3 separate regions of the Mus musculus genome follow, and regions 1 and 3 are each linked to region 2. Evidence: chromatin contacts called from public Hi-C and promoter capture Hi-C data. All regions are on one chromosome and are shown on one strand. The core of a region is the stretch at or near the end of the contact, and the rest is flanking DNA. Distances in the headings are between cores, read along the strand shown. Region 1 holds the start of Pldi (polymorphic derived intron containing). Region 2 overlaps Psap (prosaposin). Region 3 holds the start of Unc5b (unc-5 netrin receptor B).

Region 1 (4,050 bases), core at 1,049-3,548, 650 kb before region 2:
ACCCTCTAGGTTCCTCCACCGTGGGATTATGGAGTTCCTCCCCACTGTCCTTTCTTAGAAGCTGGCTGCTAAGTCCAGACATCACGCAGTGCAGGCTCACACTTCTTTTGCCTCCTGAAGTTGTAGACTTGCACTGGAATCTCCATGGTGACAATAAACTCCTTGGGAGCCTTTGGAGGCTGTGCAAGGGCTTAGCCTCAGGGTCTCACTCATTGTATTCAGTGCCTTCCACAGACTCTGCTCAAAGCCATCCTTACTGTGGGGTCTGCACATACCCGGAGTCCCAGCATCCAGGAAGCTGCAGCAAGAGGATCCCGAGTTTGAGGTCAACCTCAAGAATACAATTTTATGCTACAAAGGTACCTAGGCCTCTGTATCTGCAAGGGAATTGGCACGAGGCACAGTCAAGTGAGCAGATTCCTTGACCCCTGCAACCGCACACATCTGTGAAAGCTCACCTGTGTCTTGGATTCTTAGCCTGGGATGACCCTCCCAACATCATGGTGTGACAGGGTGTCAGACTCTATCGCTGGCACTACAGTGCTCCTCCCAGTCGGCCTTGGTACAGTTATCCCATACCCTCACTCTGTAGCCCCCAGGCTGACCTTGAACTCCACGCAATGCTCCTGCCTCAGCTTCCCCAAGCGCTGGGATTGGAGACATACACCACCACGCCCAGCTAGACATCTCTCTCTTTATCTGCACACAGAGAAAGTTCAGGCCAAAGAATTTGACATGTCTTCAAAATGTCGATGAACCACTTGGGAAATACGAAACTGACTTAACGATTTTCCCCAGGTCTTACTCAATTATGAATTTAATATTCTTGACATTTTCCTTTACTTCTAAGCAGCCTCAGAGACTCTTGAGCCTGGAGAGAGGGTATCAGAAGCATGGGTGTTGTCATAAAGGTGCGTAAAAGGCACAGCACCTTTTCCTTGGCAGTGTCCCCGTTTTTGAACTGGAGAGGGTGAACATAGGTGAAGGCCAGAAGTCATGGCAATTTCTTGTGACTCTGGCTGTGTGGGGACTGTGGTCACAGGGTCCAGGCTGCTCTGTCGCTGATGCCTTGTGACTATGGGTGGATGGCACATCTCTAAAGGCCTCAGTTGCTTCATCTGTAGAATGGGGTGCCAGATCCTTTGTGAGGAGGCTCCCTAAAACTCGGTGAGCGTTAGTCACGGGGAAGGCTAATTCTGTCAGAATCACCTAGGAAATAAATGATTAATCCTGAGATTCACCCGACAAAAACCAATTCCACCATTTTGGGGCAATTTTTTATTAAATTAGTCCAAATCTTTATTAAATATTAAATACTGACTAAGAGAAGGACTTTGGTCAAAACTACTCTCTGGAATTTCCCAGCTGAATCGTCCTGAGACACGTGGTGGTGGCAGCGGCGGCCACAAACCTACGTGTGGTGGTGGTTACAAAGACAAACTTATAGGCCTCCGTACTTTCCCATGAGGCTTTTGTTATCAAGAACTACAACTCCCAGCATTCCAGGAGGTTACCTGCTCCTTGGGCAGGTGGGGCTTACAGGTTTGTTCTAGGTATTACATACCCTACTGGCATGTGTTTGAGGGGTTTCCAGATGGGGTTCGTTGCAGTTGGAGGATCTACCCTAGACATGAGTAACACTAATACTTGGATGGCGTCGTGAATGAGAAGAGGAAGCGGTCTGGATAGCAGCAAGCATGTCTCTCAGCTTCCTGATTGTGACCAACCACGCCACCCTTCAGCCACCTTGCCTTTCCTGCTGTGACAGCCTGTCCTCTGCAGCAGTGGGCCAAGATAATGCCTTGCCTCCTGGAACTGCTTGTGCCAGGCATTTTAACACAGCAACAAGACAAGGAACTACTGTACTTGCTACCATCCGCAACAGCAAGACCAGAGCCCCACTGTGAGCCAGCCAGAACGCTGCTGGGGTCATATTGAATTACATCACAGACTGTTGCCAACCAGACCTGGTTCCGAAGGGGATGTGTGTATGTAGCACAAACATTGAGGGTAGGCTGGGGTTGTAGACCTTCTAAAATAGTGGTTCTCAACCTCCCTAATGGTTCCACCATTAGGGTTCCACTGTACTACAGTTCCTCATCCAATGCTGAGCCCCCACCCCCAACCATTAAATTATTTTCATTGCTACTTCATAACTGTACTTTTGCTACTTTTATGAATCTCGATGTGGATATTTTTGGAGATAGAGGTTTGCCAAGCAGTCACGACCTGCTGGTTGAGAACCACTGTTCTAGAATGTTCCATGTCTTATGGAAGTTCTGAGGCCTTCCAGCATCACCACAGGCTACGGAGCAACACAGAGGGCAGAAGTCCTGTTGAAGCCCAACACCACAAAACACCAGACAGATTCCTGGTGGCACTCTCTAGCAACTGTCCCTAAGCCTTCCAGAGAGATCTCAGACCTGGATTCTTGCCCTGGCAGTGTGACCCTGAGAGACCCACATACCTTCTCTTCTTGGCCTGTTTCCATGCACTAAAGGTAGAATGCAGATACTGGGCTTTACTCCTGTCCTGGGTTCATGGAGGGTTGGAGGGAGATGGTCCCTGGGAATTGTGAAGGAAACACAACACTGGCCCTGCATCGAGCACCAGAGAAAAAGCCAGAGTGAGCAGAGCAGCCCCTCTGCAGCCTGGGCTGCCAAGCCTGCGTGTACAGTCTCCCCTCCCTGGCCTTTGCTTTCCTTGCTGAGGAACAACGGGAGACTGGAATGCTTACTACAGTGCCTAAGACAGGGCAGCCTCTGTCAGAGCCACACACATCGATGGCCACTCTGGGTATTAGCCAAGAACACCCAGAGCAAGCTTGAGGCTTCAAGAGCAGCTGGTTGACGAACTATACTGTCCACGACACACACACATTTCCTTTGGAACCAGCCCCGGTTGGCATGGCCTGTGACCTGCTAACTCAACACCTAGATCCCAGTTGCCCAGTTCTGGCCCAGTCCAAACTCTTAGAGACATCGGAAAATTATCCGTCCAGGCCCCCATGTGTTGGGCTAGAGAATAGGGCCTGGGAAGGGGGCAGGACTGGGGGAGTGACAGGCCAACCTCCTCTGGTCTCCCTGGAGATGTCACAGGCTTAGCAGGGGCTGCTTGACACATGTCGGATAAAATAAGGGAAAATAAATAACAATGTTTATAAGAAGATTAGCAGGAAGGCAGGAAAATTTCTCTGGGGAGCCCTTGGCTGCATCTGGAAGTGACAGCCCCATCACCTTATCAGAGTCATAATGAGGTGCCAGGATTTGGGGTCATTAAAAATCCTCTCTGGCTGGGCTGCTCTCTCTCCATCGCCTTTGATGGAGGCCTGGTGGCTGCTTGGTCCCTTCCCCCACCGCCTTTCCACTCCCTTGGCTGTCCCCGGCTTGCCTGGGTGCGGAGGTGAGATGTTGATGTCCAGCTCAGCAGAAGTAATGCGGCAGGACATCCCAATTTGTGCCTGGGTCCCCGCAGGCACAGAGCCCTTCTCCCGGGGTGGATTAGCTCTGTTTTATCTGGGCTCCTTCAGAGAGGAGGTGGGGGGTAGGGGAATCTGCAGGTGCTTGTGTATGACTCCAGGCTGCACCATCCAGAGGGGCGGGCTGGCCCCGGCAGCACAGGCAGGACCATGCTTGGAAATGGAAGTCTGGAAGGGATGCTGAGCAGAGACAAGTGTGGGGATGGAGCCAGGCTTGGACCTAAGCTGCACATTCACAGGCTTTGCACTGAAGAAGGGTTTGTGGGTCTGTGATTGATCCGGTGGAGGGAGATGAACAGGAATCATTGAAGGCCGTGAGGGCCAATCGCCAGGGCAGGCACTGGGTGACCTGAGAAATCAGGCCAGCAAGAGGGGACAGATTTAAACGCCAAGGTCCACAAGTGGCTGTCACACACATCCCTCCCTCCCGACTAGACACCCTGAGCCCTCTCCATCCCCACTGCTATTATGAAGAAAGCACTCTGCTCCCCTTGTCCCAAAGCTTATCTTCCAGGCACTCCACGCACGCTTGTAGTCTATCGATTTTTCTCTGCCGCTCACTGGTCCCATGT
Region 2 (4,124 bases), core at 1,318-3,817:
TTAAGAACATAAGCTTGTACTGTCAAGCCTATATGTATGACCTGGAAAGCCAGACATCCGTGTCTGCCACCCCTTGGCCAATAGTGCTCCTCTCTGGACCCCCAGAGCCCAGACACACAGTCTCCATCACAGCCCACACCCACCCTCCTCCCCAGTACCTTACCTGCGTAGCATTATCTTTCAGCAAGTTCCCAGCTTCGGTGACAACAGTTTTGCATATGTCGCAAGGAAGGGATTTCTAACAGGAAAAAACATGAGAGAGAACGTTTTGTATGTCTGGACACTTGGCACGACAGTGCCCCCACCCCCACCCCAAGGCTGTCCTAATCTCTGAAGCCTCCACTCATCGCACAGGAAACTCGGTAAGATAAAGCAATACTCAAACCATAACCGAAAACAAATGAGAACCCACATTAGAAAGTTAGCCACAAGGTGAGTGATTCATTAGGCCATATTTATTCAAGTTTTCTTCTCTTGCTAAAATTGGGCTCCCAGAACCCAATCTCCACTAAGTCACACTCAGTCCATCCCACCAGTGGGTCCTAGAATGCCGTCATTCTCTGCTTGGTCTCGGAGGTACACAGAAGAACCTCCACCTCTCAGAGCCCCACAGTAGCATGTTCATTCATCACCATCATGGTGAAGGCAGCAGCCATTGCCCAGTGTGGCTACAGCAGAGTCTCAGGGGTCAGTCAGTGGCCAGCCTGGGGGGGGGGGGGGACGACAGGGAAGGCGAGCAGACGGAATCTGGACTTCCTGAGATGAGTGGTGAATGCTGGGTATGCCTGTGCCTGCACCACGACCCTCACCCGGGACAGGGGGTAGACCCTGAGGGCCCACAGGTGAGTGGGTCACCAAGAGACAAGGTGCCTGTGGGACAGGAAAGGTAAGCAGAGTACAACCAGGGGCAGGGGCAGGGGCAGGGGCAAGGACCAAGTGCTCTGCATAGACACTGGGAGCGGGCACTCACCGCTGTGGGCTTGCTCCAGACCATCTGCTGGCAGTGCTTCACGGCCCCACAGTCCACCGCCGTCTTCACATCTCTGCACAGCACTGCTGAGCCCCCAGAGCATGTCTTCGGGTCTTGGACAGGGCTGGTCAGAGCTAAAGGAAAACCGCCCAATACATAAGTACGCAGAGTTAAGGACTAGCTCTGCCTGCTGGCTGAGAGATCACTGGGTCTCCCTAGCCCAAGAAATACAGACTGTATCGCAGAATGGCTGGCCAGGGAGAGCCTGCCCTAAGTCATAGGACTGACAGGAGGCACGTGTCCTGTCTAGTGTCAGGTTCTGAGTCCTCAAAATCTGACTGGAGTAATCCGTAGCACTCAGGAGGCTGAAGCAGGGGATGGTGAGTTTGAGGCCAGCCTGGGCTACACAGAGGATTTTTATCAGACGCAGAAGATGGGCTAGCATGAGGACCAAACTCTGGCAGGTATCAGGATGCTGCCCCCAACCTCTGATGAAAACAAGAGGCACGTGGCTTCAATCAACCATGAAAACCCCGTGGCCACACTGCTTCACCTTGGACACCCAGGAAGTCCATGTTTGCATCCCACAAACATGTACCCCACACAGACATCCATGAGCAGGCTCTTCCTAAAGACTAAGGGAATGAACTAAGGAGCTGGGCACACGGTCCTGCATCTTCTGCCCGTACTCCAGCCTTGCCGGCCACCACACAAACACGCACAGGCGCGCACACGCACCCCAACTCACAAAAGCAGCATGTTCTCAAGCCCAACTTCCCAGAGGCCAGCCCAGCCCAGCCCAGCCCAGCCCAGCCCAGCCCAGCCCAGCCCAGCCCAGCCCAGCCCAGCCCAGGCTGAGTAATGGGGGTGGGGGTCACTTGGCAAAGGTTCCTAAGAGCTAAGCTATACATACTACCCGAGGCCTAACCTGGGTTCCAGGCCAGCCTGAGCTACAGAACCATGTTCCAAAACAAAAACCATACTGCCTGGTGCTACCCCCAGTGAGGAAAAATATGGTGCCTAGTAGCAGGCACATGAGGAACCAGAGGCCAGCAGGCTCGAACCCCAGCAGACCAGGAAGCAGGCTAACTAACACTGACTGCTAACACTGCCCACTTCCATCTTTACTGGGGACTTGCTATAATGACCAAAGTCATCAGGTTTCTGGGAGCATAGCCTGCAATCACAAGCCTGAGCCACAGCAGACCCTGTGTTTGTTTTGCCTTCCAGGAACTTGACACGGAAACCACATTCAGTCAGCCTGCTTTAGCCTGGTGACAGAGGTCTGAAAGTAACCCTGACCCAGATCCAGGTAACAAACTTAGCATCTTATTCAGTGCCCAGCACACTACCCAGTGAGCTGTCCCTAAGACAGAGGTGCACCACCCTACGGGCACCATCCCAGCAGTGGCTAGGGATCTGAGGGCACAGAACAGAGACTCATACCTGCACTTTAACCACAAGAGCTAAGGCAGTGAAAAGGAAAGACACCGGCAGGGCAGCCCACTGGAAAGAGAAGTGGGAGCACTGAGCTGTGGCGGCACACTTAGAAACCATACTTTAGGGAGGCAGAGGAAGGAGAATGGTCTGAGTTGTGAGCCTCTTATCTCAAAAGGAAAACAATGTGGGGGAGGGGTTGGCTCAGTGGGTGAACCCCAGGACCCACATGATAGGAGGGCAGGGAAAACATCATAGAGGCACACATGGCGGTTTTCAAACAGGCGAGGGAGCAGAGCTGTCCTGCCTATGGCAGGGGAGTGGAGCTGTTCTGGATGGTTCCAGACCCCAGGTCACTGTGCAACTAACTAAAATCAGAGGGCCAGCCTTAACCCAACAAGGGACACACCAAGGAAAGAGTTGGGTTGTCTTGTTAGGCACGGACGTCCAACCCCAGGGTATTTATCAATAAATAGATAATTACCCAGGGCTGGAGAGATGGCTGATACCACACACTGTTCTTGCAGCAGACCTGAATACCTGTAACTCACTTCAGGAAGATCTAACTCTTCTGACCTCCACGGGCACCCATAGTCATGTACACATACATAATCAAAATTAAAAATCTTTTTCAAAAAATGAACCCAAACCACTTTTTGACCAGTTATGTTCTGACCTCCAAGCCTGCAACATTCAGTCCTTAAAACCAATTTCCTTCTCCGGCAGTTGGCCAGCTACCTCTAAGAATGTTCTTAGACTGTTTGCCCGAGCTCCTAGCAGGGTCTGATTCAACCTGCTGTTACCTATGTCCTTGTAGATATGAAGAGCACTCAGCACACACATACAAGTTAAACTCTACATTTCAAGGGCCTGGCCCAGGAATCAAAGCCCGTGGGGGTGGGGACCGTTGTCTTTCCTTCCCCTTTCAGTCTTCTGAGACAAGATCTCTATATACAGCAAGGGCTCACTTCAAACTCAAAGTCCTCCTGCTGCAGCCTCTCTTAGAGCTGCGATGAAGAGATATGCCACCAAAGGCCTCAGTAAGCTCAAGGCCAGCTTGATTGATACACAGGCATACACACGCATACACTCGCATGCATACACACGCATACACACACACACACACACACACACACACACACACACACAGAGTTCCAGGCCAACCAGAATTACCAAGTGAAACTCTGTCTAAATAACAATGGTAACATTGCAATCCCAGCACTGAAGTCTGGGGAAGGACTACTGGGGCTAGCCTGGGGCAGTTAAGTACAAAGCCAGCCTAGTACTCATAGAAAACCCTGTCTCAAAAGCACAAAACCAAGGTTGGGCATGGTGATACAACCTTAATCCCAGCACTGAGAGGCAATGGCAGGGCCATAGTGAGATGAGACCCTGTCTCAAACGAAACAGAAGGCATCTACAAAGGTTGATACAGCTCAGCGGCAAACATGCCTAGCACATGTGGGAACCAGGTTCAATCCTCAGTCCTGGCAAATAATGTAATAACAAAATAACCCAAAATAAAACTAGGTATCACCAGAATTATATGGTATTAAGGATAGCTGTCAGGAGCCGGGTTCCACGGCAGCCCTAGAAGCAGGACTCCAAACACTTCCAGGTAAGATGGCTCAGCAGGTAAAGGTGCTTACTGCCAAACCACGGGGTGGGGTGGGGGTTGTATTCTAGTCCCACTGGGGAAAGAACGACTCTTACAACT
Region 3 (4,393 bases), core at 166-2,665, 540 kb before region 2:
CATGCTGTTCCAGGCCAGGATAAAAATAGCCCGTTTACCTTTGCCCACAGAAACCAAAGTCCTGCCTTGGGCGTTCACTCCACCCGGATTCACCCTACTGGGCCTGGGTGGCCAGCCATGATGTGGGGCGTCACCTATAGCCACAGCCTTCTATAGATCTCCAGTCTTCATTTTGTGGAGTTGGGATAGAGGGGGTGTCGAGAAATCCCGCTTTCATTGCCTCCCTCTCCCCCAAACACAGCTAGCATGGATCTTCTTGCTTCTCTGCCCTCACACCACCAACCTCTTAGTCAGCAACTATGGCTCCCAAACCTTTCTTCTCCAATCTAGGAAAAACTTGGGAATACTAGGTTCTTTTGGATACCTCCCACCCTCCCACCCTTCTACCCTCCTACCCGACTTCAGAACCTGGCTAGGCTGCTCTCTTCCTGAAGAAGAGGGCTGATCCAGATCTGCAAAGAGGAAAAGCTTAGGAGGTCAGCAGATAAGGGGTAGGGGCTGCTTCTTTATAGCATTATGGAATTAGCCCGTTAGTGGGCTCCCACATGGAAGTGCTGTGAGCTTCCTGTGAGCGGATGCACAGACATCTCCCAAGTCTCCTCTGGTCACGTAAGCTTATGGGCCCACCTCTGGGTGACAAGGACTTCCTTCAAGAACCTTGGGAAGGGATGCCACCATTTGTGCCCCCACTTTCTACCTATTTCCCACATTCTGCTCCTCAACCCCTTATGAGACAGCTAACATCATTCTTCCCCATTTCACAGGTGACAGTGATGGAGACAGCTAAGCAGCTCCTTCAAGGTCACGCGCTTAAGGAGCAGAACCAGAACCAAGTTTGTGCTCGGAGCAAAACACAGCAGCAGGTTCCCTCCCCACACACGTCCTTTTATTCAATTGGACTGGTTCACCATATCCTAGGATGAGCCATCCTTCCGGATCCCACGTAAAGAGTTCTGTCCTGGGTCGAGGAGAAAAACAGAACCAATCACGATCCTAACTCATGCCCAAATATCCACAGCTGGAACTCCCCAACTACATCCCCCGCTCCACCAGGACTTGAGTGTTTGACATTTTTTCTTAAACACCCCCATCCCCTTTTGAGACCGAATCAAAAGCGAAAGCTGATTCACACCCAAGCTAAGAAGTGTACGAATGTTTATTTCCTTTATTTTTGGAAAGAAAATCCGGTAGACTCCGCCGCTTTCAGCGGACCGGTTTTCCGGTGCTTTGGATCCTGCGTTCTTCAAGGATCCCCTCTGATAAGGCCCCAACTCGGCCGCGCCTACACAGCGGTAGGGTACCCCCCCTCGCTGGGCCCCGTGGCTCCGCCCCCGTCCTCCAGGCCCCGCCTTCTATCGCGTGAGGCCCCGCCCCGGCCCGCTGACTCTAGGGCGAGCGCGCGGCGGCGCTGGGCATTGTGGCCGGCGGCAGGGCGGGCGAGGGCGCGGAGCCGCGGGGAGCGGCAGGGCGCAGAGGGAAGCACACACCCCACTCGGACAGACTTCGCGGCGCGGCCGCTACGAGCGCCGCTGAGCGCACTCCACTGGGATCGCACAACTTCGGAGCAGGGCGCGGACGGCGCTCGCAGCGGGAGAGCGCGGAAAGGGCGCACCAGAGCCGGGATCCCCAGCGGCGTCCGACTCCCGGAGCGCTCCTAGTCGCCGGGCGGCCTCCCGGCGCTGCGCGGTTGCCTCTGCGCCTACGGAGGGCACGGGCTGGCGCTGCCGGGCGCCTGCGAGAACGGCGAGGCGGCGGCGAAGGCGAAGGCGGCGAGGCTGGGGACCGGGAAAGAACCCCGAGGGAGAGGCGCCCGGGCCGGGGGACAGGAGCATGAGGGCCCGGAGCGGGGTGCGGAGCGCGCTGCTGCTGGCGCTGCTGCTTTGCTGGGATCCGACACCGAGCCTAGCAGGTAGGTGCGAGAGGGAGTGGAACACAGGGATGCGGTCCTGGCGCGTCTCAGCGTCCAACTGCAAGTTCGGGTGGTTCTTGGCGGAGTCACTGCGCTCCGAGAACGCCGTGGACGCGTCCAAGTTAAAAGGCAGCTTCGGTGCTCGGGAGAGGGGGCGACGCGTGGCCACCTGGGGTGCCACGTAAGCTCGAAGCTCCCTGCTCCTGCCTCCAAGGGATAGTTGCTTCCCGTGGAATGGGGTCTGATTCACTTCCAAGTGACCCCTGACTATCACGGAAAAACTGTCACTGCCAGGGCCAGGTGTGTGTTCTCTGCGGTTCGCCTGCAACTTAGGTCTGAGTACAGGCTCCCGCGGGCTGCACGCGCAGCATTCTGAGGGTCGCGGACAGAGAGCAGGATACTGCGGAACCCTGGAAGCGCTTCTTCTCGGCCTTTGGGGAGCCGAGGCCCGAAGGCTTTAAGCTACTGAAGGGGGAGGGGCCGACTCCTGTACACCGTGATCTCCGGAGGTGCGGCGCGGGCGGGTATGAAAAGGTTTCGTGGTTGGTGGATTGTTTGGGGGTGAGTGTTGGCAGAGAGTGGAGGGGCGTAATGTATCTCCTTTCGACTTTGCCTATTTTCAATAGGTTATTGGTATTCTCAGTGTCCAGGTGAGCTCGCCTCTGCACTGCACCTGGACCCAGTAAAGATGCTCTTAAGAGGGTTTGGTGGACTCCTAAGTTTATAAAGTCCCCGATTCTCCTCTCATCGCGAAGATGGAAGTGTCTTGCTGGCTCTGTAGTAGCTCGGCTGGGCGTTGCAAAGTGGGCTGCGTCTTCCTTGGAAGGAAAAGTAGACACTCGCACCAACCTCTCTGGTACCCAAGCAGGTGAACTGCCGTTAGGGTGAATCGACTCCCGAAGCTGGTGCGGGGGCTGGAGGGCCACCCTAGACAAAGACCTCCCTGAGCAAAGGCTAAGAATGGGAAAAGGAAACTAGCAGAAAGTATTGAGTTGACACACACCCCACCACCCTCAGTGATGATGGCATCCTCTCTCTCTCCTCCCCACCTCTCTTTCTTCAAGAGCTAAAGGTCCCTCCTCTGTAACGAACGTTTCCCACGGCCGGAGCTTGCTTTTAACACATCCCCCCACTTTTTATTTCTCCCCAAGCTTTGTGCTGTAAAGTTACAACACTCAATCATTTGATCCGAGTTAATTATGATTTGGGCAGACTCGGGTATTTAAAGCAGTGTTTTGAAGTTGGAAGGTAATGATGGAGAAGGGGAGGAGGCACGCTAAACGACCAGCCTTGTTTTAAAGGGTGCACTTAGGTGTGGGATGGCCAGGATTGTTAGTTTCTGTTTAAGAGTGTCTGGGGATGATTGGAGGCTAGAGTGAAGTCTTTGGAAATAGTACGTGGGCCAGGTTGCATCTTGGGAAACATTTTTCCCCATATTTATCAGCAGGGTAGTGGGGTCAGGAATAGATACCAGGGTTACTGGGGATGGGGCTCCATTTGGAGAAAAATAGGACTGCTGGGCCCAGAGTTCTCCAGGTGGGTGGGCTGGGCCAGGAATGCTGGAGAGGGCCTGCATTTTCTGCTTAACAAAGCATTCAGCCCCCGTCTACCCCGGAAGAAACCCCAGGCCCAGGGCTTTGATGGATTTGGGTATGAACAGTGCCCAGTCAGAAATGGTCTCTAATACCCAGCTTTGATTTCTCACCAGTGAGCAGAAGCGGTGTTGGAATTGTGTTCATTACAGAGCACGGCGGGGGCCTCCTGCCCACTAGTCTGGAGAAGGGCCAGCTGCTGGGGTCTGCCTGCAGCCTTCCTTTGCCCAGAATATGCCTCCCTTAGGAACCTACCTTCTGAATGGAGAGCATGCCCACACGGCCTGCTTTCCTCAATGCCACAGGCACGAAGCATCTTTCTACTCCATTGCTCTTTGGGTTTTTCCAGTGACTCCCTCCTGTTCCCATTTCATTGATGGGGAAAATCGAGGCCAGAGCTCAGGCTTTCCCCACATCTTGTCTTCTTAACACCGATTTCTGACTAGGACGCTGGGATCCTTATGTTAGCTAGGCCAACTTCAACTATGGGGTGGTGGTGGTGGTGGGGTGTCCTTCCGGCACCCTTCCACCTGGCTGTGTTGAGGTTTGTTGCTGAGGCAAGAGAGATTTCTGGGGAGGCTCAAACAAAGTACAGGTACAGTTCTCCTTTCTCTTGAGAATCTGGTAGTCAACTCCTTGAGATTTAAAAAAAAAAAAAATCACGTTTGATGATGGAAAAATCAAAACCAGACCCCTAGAGCTGCAGACCCTTAGGAAGACACCAAACAGCAAGTGACTGGCCGGGAGAGGCTACATCAAAGGCACCGGGAGGCTTTGAGAGCTTCCTTCTACCCCACCCCACTCTTGCAGCCCTTCCAAGGCCTCTGGCTGGGACGGTTGAGCCGGAGTTGAGAGCTCTTGATCAGTCTTTTAAAGGTGCAATTAAAAAGGG

The links. Promoter capture Hi-C pulls out the DNA fragments that hold promoters and counts their contacts. A called contact is a pair of places that touch in the nucleus more often than the background predicts.
Region 1: a contact with region 2 is called in a Hi-C map of the N1E-115 cell line, with 3 times the contacts expected there. The contact joins the promoter of Pldi here to the enhancer-like site in region 2. A contact is called at or near these places in 1 of 484 Hi-C or Micro-C datasets (the N1E-115 cell line), 2 of 115 datasets of contacts at active chromatin or transcription factors (bone marrow-derived macrophages and pancreatic cancer cells) and 1 of 9 other capture datasets (embryonic stem cells).
Region 3: a promoter capture Hi-C map of liver shows a contact between it and region 2, with 3 times the contacts expected there. The contact joins the promoter of Unc5b here to the enhancer-like site in region 2. A contact is called at or near these places in 2 of 39 promoter capture datasets (hippocampal neurons and liver), 1 of 15 datasets of contacts at CTCF or cohesin (the NIH/3T3 cell line), 3 of 484 Hi-C or Micro-C datasets (cerebellar granule neurons, cerebellum and frontal cortex), 5 of 115 datasets of contacts at active chromatin or transcription factors (astrocytes, embryonic forebrain, embryonic stem cells and 2 more) and 1 of 9 other capture datasets (embryonic stem cells).

What each region holds. Positions count from the first base shown.
Region 1 is chr10:60,936,380-60,940,429 of GRCm38.p6, reverse strand. Pldi (polymorphic derived intron containing) reads left to right here and starts at 2,298. Exons shown (of 3, transcript NR_033616.1): 1 at 2,298-2,500. It overlaps Gm26947 (a long non-coding RNA gene), which reads right to left. Exons shown (of 4, transcript XR_001779779.2): 3 at 2,468-4,050; 4 at 1-1,209.
Region 2 is chr10:60,288,619-60,292,742 of GRCm38.p6, reverse strand. It overlaps Psap (prosaposin), which reads right to left. Exons shown (of 15, transcript NM_011179.3): 2 at 971-1,104; 3 at 164-238. Among named protein-coding and RNA genes, the nearest start is that of Psap, 13 kb to the right of the region's middle. Within about 2 kb of position 2,567, at least 89 of the 459 cell types and tissues checked have an H3K27ac peak or open chromatin away from gene starts, as enhancers often do. A contact at or near this core is called in the N1E-115 cell line, bone marrow-derived macrophages, liver and 1 more, where this site is marked.
Region 3 is chr10:60,828,603-60,832,995 of GRCm38.p6, reverse strand. Unc5b (unc-5 netrin receptor B) reads left to right here and starts at 1,415. Exons shown (of 17, transcript NM_029770.3): 1 at 1,415-1,909. The coding sequence starts at 1,831.